Regions from separate parts of the Mus musculus genome. Here regions 2 and 3 are each linked to region 1. Evidence: chromatin contacts called from public HiChIP or PLAC-seq and promoter capture Hi-C data. All regions are on one chromosome and are shown on one strand. The core of a region is the stretch at or near the end of the contact, and the rest is flanking DNA. Distances in the headings are between cores, read along the strand shown. Region 1 holds the start of Mfsd4a (major facilitator superfamily domain containing 4A). Region 2 holds the start of Nuak2 (NUAK family, SNF1-like kinase, 2). Region 3 has its middle 20 kb from the start of Nucks1.

Region 1 (4,923 bases), core at 1,581-4,080:
CAGAAGCTCCCTCTGGCTTTTCAAGTTGTCCCCTTTGCAGAGTCTACCACATGGCTGTTCCTCTCTCCTCACCTGATGTTTCCACCCAAAACCCCACCCAGTACAGCACCCAACAGTCTCCCTCTGTAAGGGGGCTGAGTACAGATTTGGGGAGCGGGAAGTATTCACCTCATTCTTGCTTGCTTTCCTTTATTACGACTTTATTACGGTATAACCTATACATGATAAAATGCCTACAGCTTAAGTGTGCAGCCCAGTAAACTTTTACAGATGTTTCTAACTGGGTGATGTAGGGGGTCAAGGGAGATTTCCCTCTGTCCTTTGGAAGTTTGTTAGAATAAACCAAGGGGCATTAAATAGGATAAAAGGCTGAACCCCTGTGTGAGTGAAATCACAGGGGTGTGATTACTTACCCAACCAAATGTTACTTGGAAACTTAGGTGTCTCTTTTTCTGTCGAGGAGGAGAGAAAAGATATGTTTACACAATCTTAAGAGCTTTTAAGTGGTTGTCAGGAAGTGACCGGTTCTGGAGACAGTCTCGGAGTCCAAATGAGGGGACAGTTGTTATCTCACATAGAAGTACAACCAGGTGTGTTCTGGTCCCCACTCTTCCTTTATGAGGTGGGTGATGGCTCCTTTTGTAATCTGGCCTTATTGCTGCTAAGGGATTTGCACAGAATCCTCTCCCCATGCTGAGACGAGAAGGGAAAGACAGGGTTCAGGGAAGGCTGGGGATTTAGCTCAGTGACAACATGCATGTAGCATGGAATAGATAATGCCCTGAGTTTGGTCTTTAGAACCAAATGGGAAAACAGACAAACAAACAAACAAAATGGAAAGAAAAAAGGAAGAGAAAGGGAAGGGGTGGAGAGGTAGGGAGAAGAGGGCAAAATACAGATTACTGGGTCTTTATTTTAAACATTTTAAAGCTTTTGGCTTTTATTTAGCACAAATTGCTCAGCTTGCCAAAAAAAAAAGCAATATATTGGAAGTGTCAGTCTCTGAAAGTCAACTATTCAGATCAAACTAGAAACGATTCCCAGGCCAGACTGGGGCTGCATCACTGTTACCAGGCTCATCGCCATTGTGGCCGAGAAGCCAGACAGTAGGGCGATGTTGCTGGTATGCATCATCTAGAAAAATCACAAAGGTTCCAGGTACTCTACCTGGAGACATAAAATCCCTGTGTCCAGATGGCATTGTGAAGTCCCTGCATGCAGATCATGTGGCGGAGGGAGGAGCTAACAGGTGCCGAGTGGGAAGCTCTGGGGAACAGTTACAAGGAGGAACATTTCAGTTTAGTGCAAGACTCATCCTCCCCACAGCTGATGCACAATGGGAGTGGGCCAAGCAGGAGCTGCGGAGATGGCTCAGCAGTTAAAAGCACTGGCTGCTCTTGCAGAGGACACACATTCGATTCCCAGCACCCACATGGTGGCTCACGAATATTTGTAATTCCAGTTTCAGGCAATCTAACCCCATCTTCTGACCTCCATAGGCTCCAGGCATGCCCATGGTGCACAGACATAAATACGGACAGGTGAAGCATACATAAAATAGACAAATCTAAAAACGATGTTTTAAGAAATGAAAAGTAAACGGCAAGCAAGTCTCCATCAACAGAAGAAAGCTATCAAGCTACCTACCACAGGGATAATTGGGAGGAGATAAGGGTCTGAGCCCCAGGTCACCCTTCCCATCTCTGAGCTGCTGTTCCTCTAGAACTTCACAGCAGTGGCTAATGATTATATTTTTTTCAGGTGATAACTTTGTACCTTATTTCATGTACTATAAATCCCACCTTTACTGCCATTAAATTAGTCTATGCCATCACCCATGGAGTAAATGAGCCAGAGGGACTCTTAAACTGGAGCCTTCCTCTGATGCACAGTCCAGGACAGGTATGGGGTAGCACTCTGAGGTAGTGTCCCTGCTCAGGAAATTGATTATCTCCACTTCACGCCAAGGTATCATGGGGTCACCCAGCCAAACACTTCTGTGGGCACGATGTCACAACCTCCAGCACTATTAAGACACTTGGCAAAGGAGACACTGAAGGTCCTTAACTGCTGTGCTCCTAGGTTCTGGTGTGGGCACCGGATCCTAACTCCCTCAGGAGCAGGACCATACACCACTGTCCAGGGCTGTGGGGGTGTCGGGTCGGTATCAGGGTCTTGGAGTGTAAACAACCCCTCCACCCTGTCAAGGCATTTTCAAGTGGGAAGAGAACTCTGCCTGGAGGATCATCTCAGAATTCCTCTGCGAGTCCTGGGGTTCCTGCCCTCCCTCACTGCATTGGGAAGGAGAAATAGAACCCTAAACAGAGCTTGGCCTTACTGCCTTCCTCACCTGTGATGGAACAGGTGCAGGGTGATACCCCCGCACCCCAAAGCATAGAATGGAGAAGACCTAAATTTCTAGGACTGGGGATACTTGCCTAGCATGTTATAGGCCTTGGGGTCAATCCCAGCACCTAAAAGCAGTAAAACGAATGTCCAAGTTTCTGGGAGTGTTTGGTGTTTTTGCTTTTGTTTTTCCAAATGACAGTGTACCGGACCCCTTGAGGTTCCAAATGAAAGCCACAAGAAAGTCATGTACAGATAGGACTGCTTTTAGAGAGTAGGGCATGGGAGGTAGAGAGCCGCGCTGGCAGACCCTCGAAGTCCAACGGCAGCACCCCAAGACCAAGTGATGTGGATTCAGATCGCCAGGCTGAAAGGCTGCGCGGTGTAGGGCGCGAGGAGCCTTTAGCACTAGCTGGCGGGTCGCGCTCCCGGGTGAATTAACCAACGTGGGGCCCCCAGGAACGTGAAGCGAGGCGGGGCGGTCCCGGCGGCGGGACACGTGCGTCCGCGACGCCCCGGACCTCCAGGCGTCCCCGCGCTGGCCGAGGGCGGGGCAGCCGCGCGGCGCTCCCCTCCTCTCCTCTCCTCCCCGCCCGGCCTCCGGTTGGCCGCGGCACTCGGCCCTGGGCTCGCTGCGAGCTGCCGGCCGAGCCATGGGCTGCGACGGCCGGGTGTCTGAGCTGCTCCGCCGCAACCTACAGCCCACGCTCACCTACTGGAGCGTCTTCTTCAGCTTCGGCCTGTGCATCGCCTTCCTGGGGCCCACGCTTCTGGACCTGCGCTGCCAGACGCACAGCTCGTTGCCCCAGATCTCCTGGGTCTTCTTCTCGCAGCAGCTCTGCCTCCTGCTGGGCAGCGCCCTCGGGGGTGTCTTCAAGAGGACGTGAGTGTCGCGCCCCGCACGCCCCTCCACATCCCCGCAGCTGTGACCACCTGCCCAGCTGGGCTGGATCTTAGCCCAGGGGCTGCCTCCCTCCCCCACTACAAGCTCTCCCGGAAAACTCTCTCGGGACTGAAGGTGACATCTGGGCTATGTATTTGTCTCACTCGTCCCGAGAGAGCTCAGAACCCTTTCGCCCTCGCTCACCGAGCCCACCAGCCAAAGAGTGATGGAATGTACAGAGATGCGTAAGACCCTTATTGCTCTGTTCCTCTGAGATTTTGTAGCCTCGGCGCCGGAGGTGGAATTGGCACTGAGGGGAAGACAGTTGGCGGTGCCAGCTCAGGGGACAGTTCTCAGTGACAGGGCTGGCCTGTGGTTTGACTAGGAACCCACTGGTGATTCCACTCATAATAGGTCCACATCAATTGATACAGCTGATCCCTTTACCAAGATGGTGAGGCTCCTGGGATCTCCTAAGGGAGACAGGACTCGGCTGCAGCATTTGCCTGCGGAGGCTGAGCCCTTGGGCCAGGTAGAGAAGTGTAGAGCCTCTCATCCATCCTCTATCTCTAGTACCCAGAATACCCCTAATGTATCCCTCCACCTTGTTACTTCTCCCTGGCTTCTGTCAGGACAGAGCTCTGGTCTATCCCTGGCACTCAGAATATTACCCTTTTGGGTGCCGTGCAGAGCCCCATTTTTCTGGTGTAGGAACCCCTCTGAAGATATTTCTAGAAAGTCAGCAGCCTTCAGTCTCTGTACAGCCAGGAATAGACCTAGAACTGAGACCTAGAGCTGAGGAATGAATGGTTTGCACACCAGAGGCTGCTGTGTGGTCTTCCTTGTTCTACTTCCTAAAGGAGCAATTATCTGGACTGCAAAACCACAATTGGGAGGTCTGTTACAAAACTAGATAGATAGATAGATAGATAGATAGATAGATAGATAGATAGATAGAATAAAAGATCTTGTGCAGAGGCCATTCTAGGCCAAAGGGTGTGCAGCTGTGGGACGATGCAACACAGGTGTCAGTATAAAATGGACCCCAGTCTAAGCAATCCAGAGCCTGCTGCACCTCAGCAATTGGAGAGTGACTATTTTCATTTCCCCTACATCCTTTTGCAAATGCAAGAATTCTCAGACGAAAGTCTCCTTGTGCCTATTAGCACTTTGTGGGTCTGGGATAGAATCGGATATATAGGAATTCTGAAAATATGTTCAGCTAGAAAATTCATGAAAAGGAGGAGGGGGTATCTCTGAATGTCAGAGGAGGGGCCCTGTTGTTGTTTGGAAGTGCTGGGAGGGGGTCCGTTGTTGTTGTTTGTTGTTGTTGTTGTTCAGGGATGCTGGGAATGGAACCCAGGTAAACTCCCTGGTGCTGGACCACACTCCCGACCCTCACAGATAGGCTGGGTTATGCTCACTTTCCTAGAATATTTTAGGAACATATGTAGCTCAAACAGGAAGGCGAATGAGGATCATTCTAAGGGATGGGTTGGCAAGCCCACTTTTCTGAAATGGGAAGCAATATACCCCTAACTGGGCCATCTCTCCCTGGCTTTGGTCCTCCCTCTAGATTTCTTATCCACCAAAGCTCTGAACAGGCAACAGAGAGGGAACCCTGCAGCAGGAAACCGCAACGTCAACAATAGTAACTAACCATTGTGCAAAATGTCTTATATCAACCCATTTGG
Region 2 (4,923 bases), core at 1,633-4,132, 250 kb before region 1:
GATCCTTCAGCAAAGAATGGGGGTTCCCAGTGCCGTCTCCCACTCTAAACATTGCCTGCAGTGCTGGGAGGGCAGCTGGAGCTAGCCGATGGGATGACAAAGCACTCAGAGGCAAGCCCGGGCTCATCTCAAAATTAACTTCCAGACCAAGACTCAGCACTTGGTCATCCAAAGCTTATGGTGGACAAGTCTGGAGGTTTTGCTGCAGGTCTGCCATTGCCCAGCCAGAAGACAAGTCACTTCCCCTCTCTGGGCCTCAGTTCCCTCATCTGCCAATGAAGGAAGCAGCTTGTCTCCGTCGTTTCTCAATCTTCTGTAGCCCACTGAGCAATTGGAAATGTAAAAGGAACAGAAGCAATGTGACCCCACAGAACTACCCACATGGGTGCCCTTCTGGCCCCCTTAGTGGTGACTGAGTCATCCATGCAGATCAGACCAATGGCTTCGGTGAGACCCGGGCATGTGTTTTTCTCTTTAGGGGTTGGTCAGGGGAGCTAGGAGACTCACAGGAGGAAATGTCATTTCGATACCAGGAATGTGTCTGAGATCCAGAGCAAATATTTGTTTTTCCTCTGATGCCCTCCTGGAGCAGCCATTAGTCCGTGTGTCCCCCCCCCCCCCCACACACACACCTGTCCCTCCCTTCAGATAATCCCATGGGACCCTGCTTAACTATCTCTATAAGGAGAATGGGAAGCAAGCTGCAAATGTGGTGAGAAATTCCTGGCAGCAGGAGGCTTTCCTGGGAACCACCAACAGCCCCAGCTCCTCAGGGCAAGGCCTAAGCAGCGCCATGTCCTTCTCCCCCACTGAAGTATCAGAAGTATAGGTCTCTTTAGGGAAAGCAGTTAAGATGTAGGGGTGGGTGGGTGGAGATGAGGGCACTGCTCCAGGATTGAGAAATCATTAGCACAGCGGAGAGCTGCTTTCCAAGAAAGGGGGGGGGGGGGGCTAAGCAAACTCTTAACAGCAATCCTGGGTGGTCCTGCTGGGGAGTTTCAGAGCAGGATCTCCACATTTGCTGATCTTGGCTCCTTGCATGCAGCAAGACATGGGAACCTGAGAGCTCCTTTTGATTTTCTCTGTTCTGATGCAAGAGTCATTGATTTACTTCACTTCAAAATCAAATGTGATCTCTCTCTGTCTCTCTCTCTCTGTCTTTCTCTGTCTCTCTTTCTCTGTGTGTGTGTCAATCAAGAGCTGATGTGAACTCTGAACTTTGATCTCAGTTTCTCAGACACTCTAGCTCCCTCAATCCACTCTTCCTACAACAAGCGACATAGCACACAAGCCACTATTAGCCACTATTTCCTAGCTAAGCCCCCAGACAAAGCCTGGGCCCTGAAGTCTCAAGGCTTAAGCCTCTGAGGCCCTGGCACTTTATAGAAAGAGAAAGAAAAGAAAGCCCGGAAGTACACGATTGCCCAATAACTGTAACCTGGCAGCGGGCAACTGGGGACTGTGCCAGGCCTTAGCAGGAAAAACATACTTGCTCCTATTGATGGGGTTATAATCCACTCCTTTCTCCAACATCCACTCTCCTTCACCAATGAAATGACTTCTTGAATTTCAAACCAGCTACTGGCTGCAAAAGCAAACAATTAGGGGAGGGGACCATTCCCATAGTCAATAGGGCAAATGATGGCTGTACATACACACCCCCTTACAAACAGCATCCACTGGACCTGCCAAATGTTCTCCCTAAACCACCTGCTCTGAGCCTTGCGAAAATGTGAATTATAGACCTTTTATAAAATAGTTCCCTTGGTGGAAAATGAGAGACTGCACATTTTAAACAAGTAGCCAGCTAATACTCAGGCCCACTGAACTAGAGTGGAAGAAACATTGTTGTGTAACTTTTGGTAAATTTGCTGTCCTTCCAAGGGGAGGTTTCCAGATAGGAGTATTCATTCTCAACACAGGATCTGTGATCAGGGCTCAAGTGCATTCACATTTATATCTTATTTTTTCCAAGCAGCTTGTGAGACAGGCTGTGTTCTCTCTATTTTTGCAGAAGGGGAAACAGAAAACAGAGATGGAGGAACTTGCTCAGAGTTACGGATTATTATTACGATTACACATGCGTAAATCAAAAGGGCAAGTTCCCCAAAGGCCTCACATCCAAAGATGTGGCTGGAGTGCTGGGAGTGGACCTGACATTTGGGCCTGCTTTTACATTTCCCAGAATAAAAACCTATCCCAACCAAACTTAGCTTCATTTCGGCTGGAAAGGCCCCAAAGTGTCAAGTCAGAGTTAAAGATCTCCACACCTCATCCATCTACTAAGAACTGGTGCTTTCAACTTCCTCCTTCCATTCTACTCTGTTGACGTTTGTTCCCGTCAAAATTCAAGTTAAGCTCCGTCTTCTCAAACTACAGGCATCTAGTGAAGCTAAGGTTCAGGACAGATGAGCACTGTCCTGAAAACCACGGACAGACACATCTAAAATGCGCGCGCCTGGCAACGCAGCCGAGGACACCGCAAGGGACGCGCTGTGAGCTCCCGAGAGCCGGGAGCCGCGAGGGACACTCACCAGACGCCCCGAGCTCTCTCGTGCCTTCTTCACCTTCCCGTAGGTGCCCTTGCCCAGCGTCTCCAGGAACTCGTAGCGGTGCCGCAGGTTGTGTTTGTGATGGTGCCGCTTCACCGCCTGCTTCTTCATCAGAGGTTTAGGCGACTTGATGAGCCCGTCCGCCAGCGGCCGGGCGCTCTCCGAGGCCAGGGCGGAGGCCGAGGGAGCCTGGCTCGGGCGCTGGAGTAAGGCCACCGACTCCATGGTGCGGGGACCGCGAGGTGGAGTGGGTCGGGCAGCAGTAGCAGCGCGCGCTGAGCCGCGGGCTCAGAGGTCACAGCCGCACCCGAGCACGCTAGAAAGCCCCGCGTTCCGAATTGCTATAAAACGTTTCGAGGGGGAATGTCCTGACCACGCCCCTGCGTCCCATTGGCCGACTTGCCGGCGGCTCGTGACCAAAACCTCTCGCATTGGTTCACCCTCTCCTGCCCCGTTCCTCCCCTTGGCTAGGCGCGGAAAGGTGTGAATGGGGCCCCGCCCACTTGGACCCGAGGCCCAGGAATGCGAGAATGGAGGCAGAGCCGAATTAATACCGAAGTGCCAGTCTTTAGGATTGAAGGCTCTCTGAATTGCTTTAGTCTCTGAATGACGCCAACCTTGTGCTATTGTGCTGTGTTCTCGGTTGGCAAGGGACAATCTAAGGGCACTAGAAAGTCCCGAAGTATTTCTCCACATGCAGTAAATTGTTTCTTCCAAGCTCAAAATCTGAAAAGCCTTTTGATAACTTCTTGAGGTCCATAAAGGAGAAAGTGAATAGGGAGATGGAATGGGTTGGAGACTGACGCCAGCTAAGCACTGGTAGAGAGCTGTCCTGACTCCATGTTCACTCTGCTTGGATTCCACCAACCTTAATTGGATTCTGGAATCCAACAGGCCTGGGAAATCCTTACTTTGTAGGGTTGCGTGGATTCCCTCAAGATGTGGTGGCCTTGTGGATCTCCATAAATTGTGAAAAAAGCACATCACATTCCAAGGACTTACATCCACGAGCTCCTAAATCTGTAAGGAGTGTCTTGGTCCCAGGGTTTCCTCCCAGTGGATTTTTTTTTTTTTTCAAAAGAGCAGGAGGTTGGGCATAAGATTTGGCTGCATTTAAGGGGCCTGGAAGGCTATGTCCAGACCCCCCTTTCCGATGTAGAAAGTGAGTTTACTTCTGCCACACAGCTGGCAAGAAAGCCTGGAATTCAGATACTGGCCTATAGGGAAAGAGTACAGGACAAGAGGACTTCCCTAATTCTAGCTATTCCGGGCAGGCATCCCTCCCTCATCTGCAGGACCTCATCTCTAGCTGTATCTTTAGGACTTGGCAGAGGATCAAAGAGGACTACGTCCTCAATTATCAAATTAAAAAAAAAACTACTCTCTGCCCATTTTCCTACTTCTGTTTGCCCTTTGAATCTTTTCAGAGGGAATAACTGGTATCTCCTTGTCTTGGAGCTCTCTGTAGCCAGAGACCATCCACCGGGAATCAGCCTTCTCTAAGTTCGGACGGTCCATGGAAACTGTATAGCTAGTTTAGTGCCCTATCTTCTGCCAGCTTGCCTCTCCACTCTGAGTAGTCTGTGAAAATAGAAAAGGCTCAACCAGTCTGCTCTCTGTGCGCCCTGTCTGTCAGTTCCTGGGGTCTGTCCAGGCAGAGTAGGACAATGAAAAGCATGTGTCAGAGGAGCAGGCTCAGGGATGGGAGACCTGGGTTCTAGACCTGACTGACATGAAAAGAGGAGGGAGCCCCTAGCCAAGATGAGAGGAGGATAGTTTGGGGTTGCTTTCTAAAGATAGGGCTTTTAAAGCTTACTAGAAGACCCATGTCTGTTAGCTAGCTGTATCAACATTTCCTCATAAGATGAAGACTTTTTTTCAGAGGAGCCCAAGGTTTCCTTTAAGACTCAATCTAGACATTTATCACTATTCCTAAACACCCCCAATACCCAGGGCACTGCTGAACAGATAAAGGTGCACAGTGGATTCATACAGACCAGATGGATGGATGGACACAGGAGGCAAACAAACAGACCTGCAGGCAGAGGAGTGAGCCATCAGAACCATGGAGAGAACTGAGAGATGGCTCAGCAGGTAAGGGCACTGACTGATCTTCCAAAGGACCAGGATTTCATCCCCGGCACCCACAAGATGACCCACAAAGAGCCATAACTCCAGTACCAGGGGTTCTGGCCCCCTCTTCTGATCTCCAACGACATCAAGCATGTATCTTCTGCACAGAAATGCATACTGGCATAAGGCTGTACATATGAAATAAATTAACAACAATTGTTTACAGAACTACTGATTAGAACAACCAAGTGCCAGAACTAACTTTCATTCTGTGTAGGGAGGACCTGGGATGTGGCTC
Region 3 (4,923 bases), core at 1,603-4,102, 180 kb after region 1:
CTCTCTCTCTCTCTCCTCAGAGAGGTGAGAGGAGACCCAGAGGATTGAATTAGGGTGTCCCACAGGCTAAGTACTCTACAATTGACCTGTACCCTCAACCCTTCCTTTATGGTATTTGGGGGCAGGTTCTAAACAGAGTCCAAACTCTCTAACCCAGAATTTTAGCTACTGCAAGCAGATTCATCATGAACAAACCTAAGACCACTATGCTCACACTCCTCGGGCTGTGGAACACTTTTGTGTCACATACAGGGATAGATTGGTATATCTAACATGCCAGGAGCTTGAAGAATCACTAAGAGTCAGGGACACTGGCTCACTCCTACGAGCTCAGCTCTTGGGATGCAAGGACAGGAGGATTGTAACATATTTGAGGGTCAGTTGGGCTACAAAGTGAGCTCCGGCCAAACTGTGCTATAAAAACCTGCCCCCAAATATCACTAAGAAGGGGTTAAGGGTGTGGGTCATTTGTAGAGTGCTGAGCCTGTGGGAAGCCCTAATTCAACCCTCTGGGTGTGCTCTCACCTCTCTGAGAAAAAAAAAGAGAGAGAGAAAATTCACCAAGAAAAGAGCAAAAATGAACAAACAAACAAACAAGGAAACCAAACACTACAGAGATAGATGTCTTCGTGATTACTACATTATTGCTTATTGGCTGACCTTGAGATGGGAGAAATGACTTTGCTTATTCAAGGGGTTCCTGAGCAACCCCAAGGGTCCTTGACTGTAGAAAAAAAGGCAAAAAAGGTTGGAGTGATGAGCTTCAAGAAAAAAAATGATCCACTCTTTCTAGATTTGAGGAAGAATGGAGGAGCTCACGAGGCAAGGAATGGGAGCAGTCCCCAGAAGCTAGAAAATTCAGAAAACACATACATAAAAAAATCCCTCCACAAATATATGTATGTGCATGTACATGTATAGTATATGTTTATGTATATATATATATATATATATATATATATGTATTGTATATGTGTATGTATATGTATGATATATGCATATGTATATGTTTTGTTTCCTCTAAAAGCCATCAGCCTGGCCCATACCTTAATGTAAGCCTAATGGACTTCATACAACCAAAACCGTGGGCTAATACATTTGTCACTTTGACATTTTAGCCTTTTTAAGGAAGTTATGATTGTGGATTCTTTGTTTCAGTCAGAAAAACAAACCCCTCTGTAGTCCAACTGCTTCAGTGTTATGTGTATCGTCCCCCCCACCCCCCCCCATACTCTGTATGTGTGTTACAGAGATTTGAACCCAGGATCTTGTATAAACACTCTTCATTTGTTTTAAATCCTTAGACTTTTAAAAAAAGATCCTTAGATCCAACTCCAATTTTTTTTTAAAGGTTTATTATTCCTTTTTCTTTCATTGAGACAGGATCTCAATGGTAGTCCATGTGATCCTGAAACTCATTTCATGGCCCAGGTTTGTCTTGAAGTTGAGGCAATCATCCTGCTGAAAAGTCAGCTCAGGAACTCTGGGAAGGTCAGGACACACTAGCCCCTTGAAGGGAGAGGCGAATTAACATTTTTCAGACCACAGGGCAGGAACCGACCTGCGGGTGGGAACACATTCTGTAGGATGGACTGTTGCCTACCTCCAGACAATGGAAGTCCTTGTCACCTTATTCCCTAGAGACCAATCAGTTTAAAGGGTGCACTGTTCTGTGCACAGTTGCTGATTCTCTATACTGTCCCCCCGGAAACCATATAAAAACTCACTGAATGGTTACTGGGGGTCGCAGCCTCTCCTTCAGGTCTGGGAATACCCCAGTGCTTTGGAAAAATAAATTCCTCTTGTTTTTTTGCATCAATCCCTGATCCACGTGGCTCACTCAGGGGGTCCCTGGTAAGCTAAGGCTCCCTTGAGTCTTACACTGTCTCAGCCTCTCAAGTGCTAGGATGCAGGTATGAAGACACCAATTTTCTTTTTTTTTAAATCTTGAGACAGTTTTGATAATTTGTGAAGGATAATCTTGAATTCACTCTGTAGACAAGGAAGGAAGGTCTTGAACCAGGGATCTTCCTGCCTCAGTTTACCAAGTAGCTGGAATTACTGGCTGTTTGGTTTCAGACCTGTGGACAAGGGACCAAGGTGCATATTTTACACATCAAAACAGGCTGGGCCTACAGGTTCTCCCAGCATCCTTCAGTCCTTACCTGACATACCCTGTCCCCAGTCCTTACTTTTCCTGCCCAGGGGTTGGGCTGCCTTTCCCCCAAAGATCTTCCCTATATAATCCAGACATTTTGGGCTCCCTACTCTTCTCTGTGTCCCGAAGCTCTTTCTGTCTCTATTCTCTCATGCCCCCTCCATGGTGACTTCCTTGGCCTAGGTCCCTGGGGCCAGTGAACTTGCCCTAGAGCAGCTTTCCAATAAACCTGCCTATATAATTTAATCTGGCTTGAATTGGCTCATTTCACCGGTGAAGCAATAACTCATCACTGTTCTGTACCACCAGCCCTAGTTTTGACATGACTTATACAACTCCTTTGTTTGAGCCTGCTGCTAACTTCATCCTTCCATTTCTACTCCTGCAGTGGTCTGTGTCCCTCTGAAGGTCACATCTTGAAATTTCCTGTGTGTTGGTATTAAGAGGTGGAGCGTTAGAGGGGTGACTAGGTCATAAGGGTGGAGTCCTACGAAAGAGATTATTGCACTTTAAAAGATTAGGGAAATGGCCCAGTAGGAGAAGCAGTTGGTATGTAAACATGGGGAACTGAATTTGAATGCCCAGAACCAATATCAAAACTGAGCACAATAGTACTTATCTGTACTCCCAGTGCTCCCAGGGAAAGATGGGAAAAAAAAACAAGAGAATCCTTGAAAGCTAGTTAAGTTTTATAGCCTGACACACCCAGTGGCAAACAACAAAGAGACCCTATTTCAAACAACACCCAAAGCAAGGACCAACACCCAAGGTCGTCCTCTGTCAAATGTAGGCCGCGGTACACCGGTCCCCCCTCCCCCCCCAAAGTTACAAAGTCACAAGTACCTAGCACCTGGGACAAGGTGGATATACCACTATTGGTTAAGTAATTGACCTAAGCAATGTAGTAATCATCTTTTTAACCTAATTAGTACCTCCCTACACAGAAACCATTTAGACAATGGTATAAGACTTCTAAGCTTGCTGGGCAGTGGTGGCACATACTTTTAATCCCAGCACTTGAGAGACAGAGGCAGGAGGATTTCTGAGTTCGAGGCCAGCCTGGTCTACAGAGTGAGTTCCAGGACAGCCAGGGCTACACAGAGAAACCCTGTCTCGAAAACAAACAAACAAACAAACAAACAAACACCTTCTAAACTCCCTTTCCTCCCAACCTGAAATCCTAACTCAGCTCTTTCTGAATTTTTATTCATCTCAAATCCTACCTTGAAAATTGTCTTGCTGGTGGGTGATGTTCACCTGCAATCTCAGCTCCCAGGGGCGGGTGTGTGTGTGTGTGTGTGTGTGTGTGTAAGTAGGAGCATTGGAGCAATGGGAGGTGGAAGCACGAGCATTGGGGGCAGTTCAGTGTAAACGGAGGTATCAGTTGCATCACTGGGACTATTAAATAGTACGGTTTTATACTTTCCTTCTTTTTTAGCACTTTAGATCAAAGCCTAAGTATTACATGAATGGTAAGTGCTCTACCACTAAGGCACATCTCCAGTCCCATCTTCATTTTCCATAGTGACTAGCTTTTAATTTTCTTTCACTATAAAAATATAGAAGTAATTAAGGTTGTAGCTCGGGTTAGTAGAGTGCTTGCCTGGGATTGATCCCAGCACTGCATAAACTGGGCTTAGTCATGTGTGCCTGTGATTCTAGCACTAGGGAGGCAGACACAGGACAACCAGAAATTCAAGGCCATCCTTACTACATAGGGAGTCTGAGGTAAGCTTGGGCTACCTGACACCTTCCCTCAATTTTATACACACAGGAAAGAACCCCGTCATTCGCTCTCTCTCTCATATATATATATATATATATATATATATATATATATATATATATGTCACTGTCTTCAAACACACCAGAAGAGGGTATCAGACCCCATTACAGATGATTGTGAGCCACCATGTGATTGCTAGGAATTGAACTCAGGACCTCTGGAAGAGCAGTCAGTCAGCAGCATCTCTCCAGCCCCTCTTTTTACATTTTATTTAGATCTTTTATTCCATTCATTGTTCATATAAACAAGGTTTAATGTCTGACACATGCTTTGTAGGTATTAGATGCAAAGTCATTAAAACATAGGCCCTTCTTGCTGGGTATGGTGGCATATGCCTGTGATCCTAGCACTCAAGATCACAAGTTCCAGACCAGCCTGGGCCACATAGTGAGTTCTAGATCAGGCTGAACATCATAGCAAGACTCTGTCTCAGGAAAGATAGCTCAGTGGATAAAGAAAGACATTTGTCACCAAATCTGATGACCTGACTAGATTCCCGGGACTCACTCTAGAAGGACTACCCTGCAAGCTGTCCTCTGACTTTTACATACTCATAGGTATACACACACACACACATGAAATAAATAAGTAAATAGTTTTTTAAAAAAGGAAAACTATAGGGGGCTGGAGAGGTGGCTCAGCAGTTAAGAGCACTGGCTGCTCTTTCAGAGGTCCTGAGTTCAATTCCCAGCAACTACATGATGGCTCACAATCATCTGTAATGAGATCTGATGCTCTCTTCTGATGCATCTGAAAACAGCTACACTATACTAATATTAAATAAATAAATAAATAAATAGATAAATAAATAAATCTTAAACAAAAAAGGAAAACAATATATACATATGATATATGTATGATTTCTTCCCCAATGTAAGTCAGCCAATTAGAGCAAGAGAACTAAATTAGCAATTACACACACACACACAAAGAGAATATGTGATTTATAGTCACACCCCAGTTACCATTAGCTCCTACC

The links. Promoter capture Hi-C pulls out the DNA fragments that hold promoters and counts their contacts. HiChIP or PLAC-seq counts read pairs in DNA pulled down with a chosen protein or histone mark.
Region 2: a contact with region 1 is called in a promoter capture Hi-C map of neural stem cells. The contact joins the promoter of Nuak2 here to the promoter of Mfsd4a in region 1. A contact is called at or near these places in 5 of 39 promoter capture datasets (the SN4741 cell line, embryonic stem cells, hippocampal neurons and 2 more), 1 of 484 Hi-C or Micro-C datasets (embryonic stem cells) and 3 of 9 other capture datasets (adipose tissue, embryonic stem cells and pancreatic islet).
Region 3: a contact with region 1 is called in an H3K27ac HiChIP or PLAC-seq map of embryonic stem cells, with 6 read pairs. The contact joins the enhancer-like site here to the promoter of Mfsd4a in region 1. A contact is called at or near these places in 4 of 39 promoter capture datasets (the 3T3-L1 cell line, HPC-7-derived erythroid cells and liver), 1 of 115 datasets of contacts at active chromatin or transcription factors (embryonic stem cells) and 3 of 9 other capture datasets (adipose tissue, liver and pancreatic islet).

What each region holds. Positions count from the first base shown.
Region 1 is chr1:132,065,969-132,070,891 of GRCm38.p6, reverse strand. Mfsd4a (major facilitator superfamily domain containing 4A) reads left to right here and starts at 2,830. Exons shown (of 10, transcript NM_001114662.1): 1 at 2,830-3,229. The coding sequence starts at 3,000.
Region 2 is chr1:132,314,084-132,319,006 of GRCm38.p6, reverse strand. Nuak2 (NUAK family, SNF1-like kinase, 2) reads right to left here and starts at 2,882. Exons shown (of 7, transcript NM_028778.4): 1 at 2,535-2,882. The coding sequence starts at 2,777.
Region 3 is chr1:131,888,255-131,893,177 of GRCm38.p6, reverse strand. No RefSeq gene overlaps it. Among named protein-coding and RNA genes, the nearest start is that of Nucks1, 20 kb to the left of the region's middle. Within about 2 kb of position 2,852, at least 8 of the 459 cell types and tissues checked have an H3K27ac peak or open chromatin away from gene starts, as enhancers often do. A contact at or near this core is called in embryonic stem cells, where this site is marked.